Regions from separate parts of the Oryctolagus cuniculus genome. Here region 2 is linked to region 1. A link is a contact called in public Micro-C data. All regions are on one chromosome and are shown on one strand. Each heading gives the region's core, a stretch centred on a gene start, on an enhancer-like site or on the middle of the called end of the contact. The rest is flanking DNA. Distances are from core to core; before and after follow the strand shown.

Region 1 (4,619 bases), core at 1,988-4,487:
GTGATAATCAGCAAAATAAAATGTTACTAGATCTCGAAAAAACCAAATCTTCAAGCTTTCTCAAAAATGGTCCAAAAATATTTTTAGAAAACATCGTAGTCAAATATTTACAGCCCGAAAGTAAAACAATGAACACTGAACACTGCAGGAATGAGTGACAGCCTGAGTGGAAAACAAAGTCACATAACCAGAACACAAACAATCACATATCAAAGAGAAAAGACCCGCCCCTCTGAGACGCCGGCCGCAGGGACGCAGCAGAGGGCCGACTCCTGCCCCGCTGCCAGAAAGGAAAGTGCCCCCCCCCCACACACACACAAGGGAAACGCTGACTGGGCTGGCTGCAGAGACCGTGCTGGACAGAGTGTCATTACCTGCTCCATGTTGTAGCCATGCTTCTCCTTGGCAATGGCAATGTATTCATCCACTGAAACACAAGATGAGAAGGCCGGTAAGCAGGGGCAGCATAATCTATCTGCCGCGACTGGCACACGTCTCAGTCCTGCCACAGAATAGACGGGAACACGGCAGGACCACGTCATGGATCCCACTAAGTAACACAGAGGAACACACTCACAGATCCAACACCATTGGGGAAATTGTGTCTTGTCTTGGTGTTGTTCAGGTTTTCCACAACACACAACCATTAACTCGGTGCTTTGACAAATACTTACTTAGCAGTAAAAAGCAGTATGAAAGTGGAGTTCATTTTTTGTCTCAGTTGAGGATAAAGAATAAGTAAGCTATTTTTATGTTTTTAAAAAGAATCTAATAGATTAATTACACATCCCAGTGCTTGGACTCTGCATTGAAATATTGAAATACAAGGTGGCAAGTGCTGGCTAGCTATCAAGCACTAAGAAAATACCGAAGAAATCGAACTGACTTGGCCTCAAGAAGTATGGGCCATTTGTGGATGGCCTTCCTTTATAAATCATAGAAAGTAGCATGGAATTGCACACAACAATCGTACAATGCCCACAGGTGCCACGTCCTTCTGCCCTCACAGGGCAGCCTCTGGCCCGAGGACTAAATGGAGAGAAAGCAGGCCCTAAGTGGCCCCAGGAGCTGACCGCATCCACAAGCCAGCTAATAAGATCAGGCCTTCTGCATCTCAACCTGTTATTCAATTATACTACAACCACACTGCTAATTCTGGTATAATTGACAACCAATTTAGAAAAAAGAAATTAATTTCCAAAAATAATTCGAATCTTTTACTAGGTTATATACTAAATACTCAGGGAAATTTTTTCCATCAACAACAGAGAAAGTCAATTTAATTCAAACAACAACTCCCTTTAGTGCAAGTAACTATTAATTACAATACAATGGCACTAATTTCCTTTAAAAAAAGTTTAAAACACATATACTCACAAGCATACCAGTCAATCCACTCAGGACACAGGAGAACTGTGATACATCCGAGAGTCAGCAAGTAACCAATGAAACGGCCCTGGCCGTCACCGCAGCTGAGAGGGGGAGGACAGGTCCCGCCTCCTGCATGCTTTTCACTTTAAAATAGGGCAGGCAACGTCAGACAGGGACTGTGCCCTAAGGCTCTAAAATGTGAGGTGAGGTGCAGATACAGAAGCAGTGGCTCCGTGGACCAGGCCGGAGCCTGCAGTGGCTGGTGCTGGAGGAGCCTGGATGCAAAGGGTGGCAGGCAGGACCCAGGACAGGCTGCCGGGGGCAGGAGGCAGAGTGGAAGCCAACCCTGGCGCCGTGCTGCTTCTGTCCAGCGGCTCTGAGGGGATGAACCACAAGCTTCCGTACAGTCTCAGCTCCACGAGCATGCTACTATTTACCCTAGCTGAATGAGGACCATGGGCATGGCCACGGGTCAGTCCTGTGATCTTGAAGTCAGTCAATGCACAGGCTTGACAGGTGGAGTGGGTGGCCCTGAGATGGCTGCTCACTAGACCTATACTGCCCATGTGCCTCAGGCAGATGCCATTGGCTGGATCCACACCACTACATCAGCAACAGGGGCCGTGAAGTCTGCCCCAGCATCTCCAACCAGATTCAGCTACAAACTACAGTGGGACCACAGCATTCCAGTTACAACTCCACTGATTTCTGCCACGGCAGCATCTTCCTTAGGACACCTTCCAGACCACTCAGCTGTGAGAGCCTCTTGGAGACCAGCAGGGGAAGCCGGACACAACAGACCAAGCGAACAGTGTCACTCACGCTGTATCGTCCGACAAGATGACCCTGAGCTGTCTGCCCAGCCTCAGAAATCAGGGTGAGAGGCAGGAGGCAGCTGGTTCTGGCTGCATGAGAACACGGTTCTCTGCTTACTCCGGACATGGAAGCCGCAGCCTGAGCTGAGCCAGTCACCTTCCTACTCCTCGGTCTCTCCATCCAGACCAAGGAAAGTGACTCTGAAATGACCAAGCAGCTCTGATTCCTTCAGCCTTCCTGGTCTATAAAACCAGTGTCCTCTGCTCAACCCGTCAGAACACGACTCTATTTTATGGAACAAGGCGTCGCCAACTCCAGATTAAAAATAAAGTCACTTAAAGATTCTTTGTAAACAGTTGTGATTTAAATGTTTTTAGCACCAGGAATTAGCACCAGGAACACTAGGTCCTAAACGGAGCCCCCTCCCTGGCAGAGCCTCCCAGACCAGAATTAGCCCAGAATGCAGCCGCTGGCACGGACGACCCTGCTGGCAGGCCTTGGGGCTCCCTGCTTTACTGCTCTGACCTGCGGCTCCTCCTCTCTGATACTCAGAGGGACGTGGTGCCCTTCTGTGGCTGGGAATATCCCAGAGCCCTGACTTTCCCACCACCCACCACGCCCTTTGCAGAATGACCAGAAGCTGGTGCAACAGTGAGGAAAGGGTAAAGTGTGTGTTTTTTCAAAATCTCCCACAGGGTGTTCCCAACTACAGCAAAAACAAGCTCAACCCAAGAAAATAAAGCCCTCTCCCAGCTGCCCTCACGAAAACACAGGGCAGCGATGACGAAGGCGGATGGCTCCCGGATGGAACAGCGAGAGGCAGGAGAAGCACAGCCACCTGAGAACCTCTGTTCTGAAACAGGCAGCCCAGGAACTTCTACAGTCCTTCCACGTCAGGTAGCAACAATCTAGGTTGTGCCCCCAAAAGATCAAAGGTCAACTGGAGGTGATCTCAGCCACTGTAAGGAGCAACCGTGGGCAGGGAAGCATTTGGTAAAATGATCAGTGATACGAGAAACCGAGGAGCCTGAGAGAATGCCAGGACACGGGCGGGGGTGGGAGTTCGCAGCCAGCAGCCTGCCCAGCACACAGGGTCAGTACAGGAGCCACCTGGGCGTGGCCCGCCAGTCTTGTGTGGCCAGCTCATGTGAGCATGTGTTAGAATCGCGGCTGGCACTGTGGCCCAGCAGGTCAAGCCGCTGCCTGTAACGCTGGCACACCACATGGCTGTCAGCTGGTGTCCCAGCTGCTCCACTTCCAATCCCGCGCCCTGCTACCAACCAGGAAGAGCAGTGGAAAATGGCAAGTGCTCAGGTCCCTGCCACCAACGTGGGAGACTCAGATGAAGCTTCCGGCTTCAGCCTGGCCCAGCCGTGGCTGCTGCAGCCATTTGGGGAGTAAACCAGCAGATGGACAATCTCTGTCTCCTTCTTTCTAATGCTTTCAAACAAATACATAAATCTTTGGGGGGCGGGGAACAGCAGCAGCAAAATAATCAATCATTGGGTATTCAGACTTAAAAGTAATTCCATTATTGCATACAGCAACGTTTTTTAAACTTGAAAATTCCCATTGAAACAAGCAGCAAGATTTGTCTCATCCTAAATTATGATGAATAAAGATAAACATCAGAGGGCCAGACCAGCGGAAGAATAGGTTAAGCTTCTGTCTGAAATGCCGCATCCTATATGGGTGCTGGTTCTAGTCCAGGCTGTTCCATTTCTAATCCAGCTCCCTGTTGATGGCCTGGGAAAGGAGTAGAAGATGGCTCAAGTGCTGGATGGGCCCAGCTCCAGCCATTGCAGCCATCTAGGGAATGAATCAGCGGATGGAAGACCTCCCTCTGCCTCTCCCTCTGTCTGTAACTCTACCTCTCAAGTAAATAAATAAATAATAATAATAAAAAGGATATACATCACACTGACTCTATGAAAAGTACAGACTGTATGAATCAAGGCATCTTTGAAGCCACAAAGCCTCCCCATCAAAACACAGGCAAGTGAGTCATAGAGTAACATCGTGTGAGGTAGCGTGTGAGACTCTCATTCATCAAGAAAATGCACAAAATCCCTAAGGCTTATTAACACTGACTGATGTACAGCTGACTGGAGTAAGGAACAGGCTTAACTAAAAGAGTAAAAATGCCCTGGCCTCCTGACGTGGTCAACCAACCTGCAGTGGTTTCAACCAACACACAGGAAACAGAAGAGCAGGTAAGCACCGGAAACAAGTGTTTGAGGAGGCAAAGTAATCAGGACAGAATGACCAGACTGACGATCATGGTGACGATGATAAATCAAGAAGAACGGCCTGAGGATCCAGCCGCTGAGGCAGGTGCCTGGGCAGTGGCTATGCTGCCACCTGAGATGTGGAAGTGCCTGGGTTCGAAGTCCCAGCTGCTTGCTAATGTGCCTGAGGCAGCAGGTGCCGGC
Region 2 (4,085 bases), core at 1,553-4,052, 200 kb before region 1:
TCTCTCTCTCTCTGTAACTCTGCCTTTCAAACAAATAAATTAGTTAAAAGGAAGAAAGTTGGATGAAATGTCAATTTCTAGTCAATTCTAAAGTGTCAAAGCTGACACAAGAAGCAGCAGAGAATCTAAACAATTGGTAAGCATTACAAAATGAAAACTTGGGAGGCCAGGAGTCCCAGAAACCCGCCCGACACTGGCACCGGTGAGCTCTGCTGAATTCTCTGGGAACAATTAATTTCTTGTTACAGAAGTCGTTCTGTAAAACTAAAAAAAGGAAAGGAAAAGTGTCAGCCAATTGCTACAGGGCTGAAATGTAATATTTTTTGCATTTTATTTGAACAAAAGCTGCAGAGATTTTCCACCATTGGTTCTTTCCCCAACTGCCCCCAACAGCCAGGTTGGGCCCGGGTTGAAGCCAGGGCCCCACGTGGGTGGCCGCGGCCCAAGCCCTGGAGCAGTCCCTGCTGCCCCGGTGTGCAGAGTGGACGGCACTCTGCCTCCATCCGCGACCCAGGCGTGCCAGGCAGGGTCAGACCTGGAGGGGTCAGCGTGGTCACAAGTCCACCGCAGGATAGGAAAGAATGTGCTCATTTTACTCAGAAATCCCGAAGCAGAACTTCTGGACAGAGCTGGGGGCTGGCGCCAACTGGGGCATTGTTGCAAGGCTGTGCAACACCACGAGTGCCCTGCACCAGTGCAGCTCCCTGGGGGATGGCAGCGGGGCGGACTGGGGGGCAGGGGCATAAGGGACTGACTCCCTCTCTATTTTGCTCTGAACCCAATTGCTGTAACAAACAAACAAACGAAAACAAAAAAACCCACCATTTTAAAAATTCAGTTGTAAATGCGTGGTGATCAAGAACCACTCATTTCCCCCAAGGCAGGGCACTGCTCAGGTTCCGGCTGCGGGGCCAGGGGAGCCCAGCAGAGGGCAGTGCGGAGTCTCGGGCCAGCAAATTCTCTCCGCCTCTTTCAACCTTCGACCTGCCCGGACTGGAGGGTCCCGGAGTGTCCCGTGCGGCCCGGGTCACCTCAGAGCTCCTCATTCCCGGGCTACATGGTGGGGTGAGGCACTCAAGGGATGGAAAAGACGCGGGAAATGGCCTGCGTGGGATTTTCCGCAGCGGCGAGCGGGGCACGTGTCGACGGCGATGCGTCTGGGTTCGAGTCCCGGCTCTGCGCCCACCCGGGGAGGCAGCAAGCACTGCCCAGGCCGGAGCCCCCGGCTCCAGCCTGGCCCAGCCCTCGCTGTTGCAGGCATTTGGGGAGGGAACCAGCAGGTGGAGGTCTCTCTGCCTTACAGATAAGTTAATTTAAAAACCTGCCATCCAGCTAGCAGTAGGATGTGCACAGCCATGTCCCGAGAGCCTCCCGTGAGCACACTCAGGGGACAGACTTGAAACGGCTTCTCTGAGAGCGACTCCTGGCTGCCGTTGGGCAGGAGTGGGGGTCCCGGCCAATGCTGTGAGAAGAGAAACAAGAGGGCCGCAGCGGAGGGGACAGCGGCCAGCTAAAGGGCAGCGTTTGGAAAAGCAGGGCACCACTCATGCTAGAAACCAATCAGGGCGTCGCTGTGGCGTACTGCAGCGCCAGCATCCCTCACGGGCACCGGTTCAAGTCCCGGCTGCTCCACTTCCCACCAGCTCCCTGCTAGTGCACCTGGGAAAGCAGCAGAGGCCCCTGCACCCACATGGGAGACCAGGATAAAGCTCCTGGCTCCTGGCTTCGGCCTGGCCCAGCCCGGGCGGGTGCAGACACTGGGGAGTGGATGGAAGCATCTCTTCTTTCTCTCTCTCTTTCATTTAGATGGAAATAAACAAATAAGCATTCGAACGCAGAATCCTTAGAGCCGCGCCTGGCCGCGGGGTCAATCCCCGAACTCCTGTGACTGTGGACCCCCCAGGCCTCCCCTGGCAGCCAAAGCCGAGGCCGCCTCTCGTCTCACCAAGTCCGAGAGGGCGTGGTCTCCGCGCACCAGGACCGACACCGCCTGCCGGGAGAAGCGGCGTCAGCGAGAGGGCGTGAGGACCCCGCCCACGGCGCCCCCACCCGCCGACCCCCGGCCATGAGCACCTTGTCTGCCGGGAACTGAGCGGCGCCGCCCGCGCACGGCGTCCGGTTCTGGCTCCAGTTGGCGGCGTCGTCGAAGTTGGTGCTGGGAACCCAGCGTTTGGAGGCAGCACCGGCCAGCGCTGGGGAGGGGGCTGCTCAGTGCGTGCCCCAGCCCCGGCCCCCGAGGGTCCCCGCCGGGCGCGGCCAAGTCCCGTGCGGCCCGGGCCAGGGTCCTTGCGCGCCTCGAGCCGGCCCTATGGGAGCCCCGTCCCTGCCTTCCTGCAGACACCAACCGGATCCGCACGGCCCGCTCCAGCGCCCAGCTCGCGGGACCCACCCCGCGTGGCCGCCCCGCCCCCAGTATGTCCGGCGCGAGAGTAGAGGTCGGGGTCGGTCGAGGACAGTGCCCCTGGGGATGGGCAGGAGGGCTTCCTGGAGGAGTCTGACCTGGGACCGGAGGGGCTGCGCCGGCAGAAGGGGCTGGGGGCGCAGGACTGGGGCTGGCTCTCAGCAGGTGCCGGGGCTCAAGGAAGCGGGCAGGGCCAGCGCTGTGCCTCCAGAGCTCCGGGAGTTAGGGGAGGGCGCCCAGGGGCCCCGCTGGAGGCCAGGCCGCGCCCACGTGCCGAGGACATCTCGGGGGGACCCGCCCGCGCCCCGCTTACCACAGAGCTGCAGCCACAGCACCAGCCGGCCCGGCGCGCCCATCTCCTCTGCGCCCGGCGTCGCGGCCCGCAGACTTTGCCCGCCGGCGCCACGTGACCGGCGGGGGCGCCGGGGCCGGTTACACATTTACTTCCGGACCTGCCCGGGCCCCTCCGGAGGGGCCTCCCGGCAGCCCCACACCCACCCATCGGGGTCTGAGGGGCCTGGTTGGGGCGGACCGCCCTGGGAAGGGGGCGGGTGCAGGGGCAGATTGGCAAGCGAGGCCCCTCTCTGTGCGGTCTGCCGGCCTACAGAACTCGGACACAGCTTCTCCCCCAGGCCGCCCCTGCCTCCGGGACCACCGGGGATGGTCCAGGGTGCTGACTGTGGGCCGTGAGCAGTCATCAGCAGGTGGCCAGCACACAGCCGGCAGGCAGCGTAGTGGATGTCTCAGCGTGTGGCGGGCAGTGGCCGAGAGTGGCCGCTTGGTGTGTGTGTTGGTCACTGGGTGCAGGATGAGGGGATGGCTGGATGGAGGGGAATGGTGGGCAGTGGGCAGGTGGATAACGGTCACGAGTGCAGGGTTGGAGGATGTGGGCTGGAGCGCATGGTGGCAGGAAAGGCGTGGGCTCTGGATGAGGGGAGGGGAGTGGCAGGGGAGCTCCAAGGGTGGTGAATGGACTTTGGTGAACTGGGAGTGGACAGCTGGTGAGAGGTGTAGGCAGGTGGGTGAGTGGGTGGATGGATGACCAAGGTAGGGGGCTGGAGGGGTGATAGGGGGTGGAGGGGTGATGGGGGGGTGGAGGGGTGATGGGGGTGGAGGGGTGATCGGGGCTGGAGGGGTGATGGGGGGGTGGAGGGGTGATGGGGGGTGGAGGGGTGATGGGGGTGGAGGGGTGATCGGGGCTGGAGGGGTGATGGGGGGTGGAGGGGTGGAGGGGTGATGGGGGGTGAAGGGGTGATCGGAGGTGGAGGGGTGATGGGGTGGAGGGGTGATGGGGTGGAGGGGTGATGGGGGTGCAGGGGTGATGGGGGGTGGAGGGGTGATGGGGGGTGAAGGGGTGATCGGAGGTGGAGGGGTGATGGGGGTGCAGGGGTGATGGGGGGTGGAGGGGTGATGGGGGTGGAGGGGTGATGGGGGTGAAGGGGTGATGGGGGTTGGAGGGGTGGTGGGGTGGAGGGGTGATGGGGGGTGAAGGGGTGATCGGGGTGAAGGGGTGATGGGGGGTGGAGGGGTGATGGGGGTGAAGGGGTGATTGGGGTGGAGGGGTGATGGGGGGTGGAGGGGTGATGGGGGTGAAGGGGTGATCGGGGTGAAGGGGTGATGGGGGGTGGAGGGGTGATGGGGGTGAAGGGGTGATTGGGGTGGAGGGGTGATCGGGGGTGGATGG

Evidence for each region. Hi-C and Micro-C count contacts between places; a contact is called where the count stands out from the background.
Region 2: a Micro-C map of ear pinna shows a contact between it and region 1, with 6 times the contacts expected there. The contact joins the promoter of AMN here to the enhancer-like site in region 1. A contact is called at or near these places in 2 of 6 Hi-C or Micro-C datasets (ear pinna and an unstated tissue).

The regions. Positions count from the first base shown.
Region 1 is chr20:45,795,494-45,800,112 of mOryCun1.1, reverse strand. RCOR1 (REST corepressor 1) reads right to left here. Exons shown (of 12, transcript XM_051834874.2): 4 at 375-427. Among named protein-coding and RNA genes, the nearest start is that of TRAF3, 62 kb to the left of the region's middle. Within about 2 kb of position 3,237, at least 1 of the 8 cell types and tissues checked has an H3K27ac peak or open chromatin away from gene starts, as enhancers often do. A contact at or near this core is called in ear pinna, where this site is marked.
Region 2 is chr20:45,998,549-46,002,633 of mOryCun1.1, reverse strand. AMN (amnion associated transmembrane protein) reads right to left here and starts at 2,802. Exons shown (of 12, transcript XM_070065427.1): 1 at 2,715-2,802; 2 at 2,074-2,192; 3 at 1,946-1,990. The coding sequence starts at 2,757. LOC138847269 (a long non-coding RNA gene) reads left to right here. Exons shown (of 2, transcript XR_011384990.1): 2 at 1-57.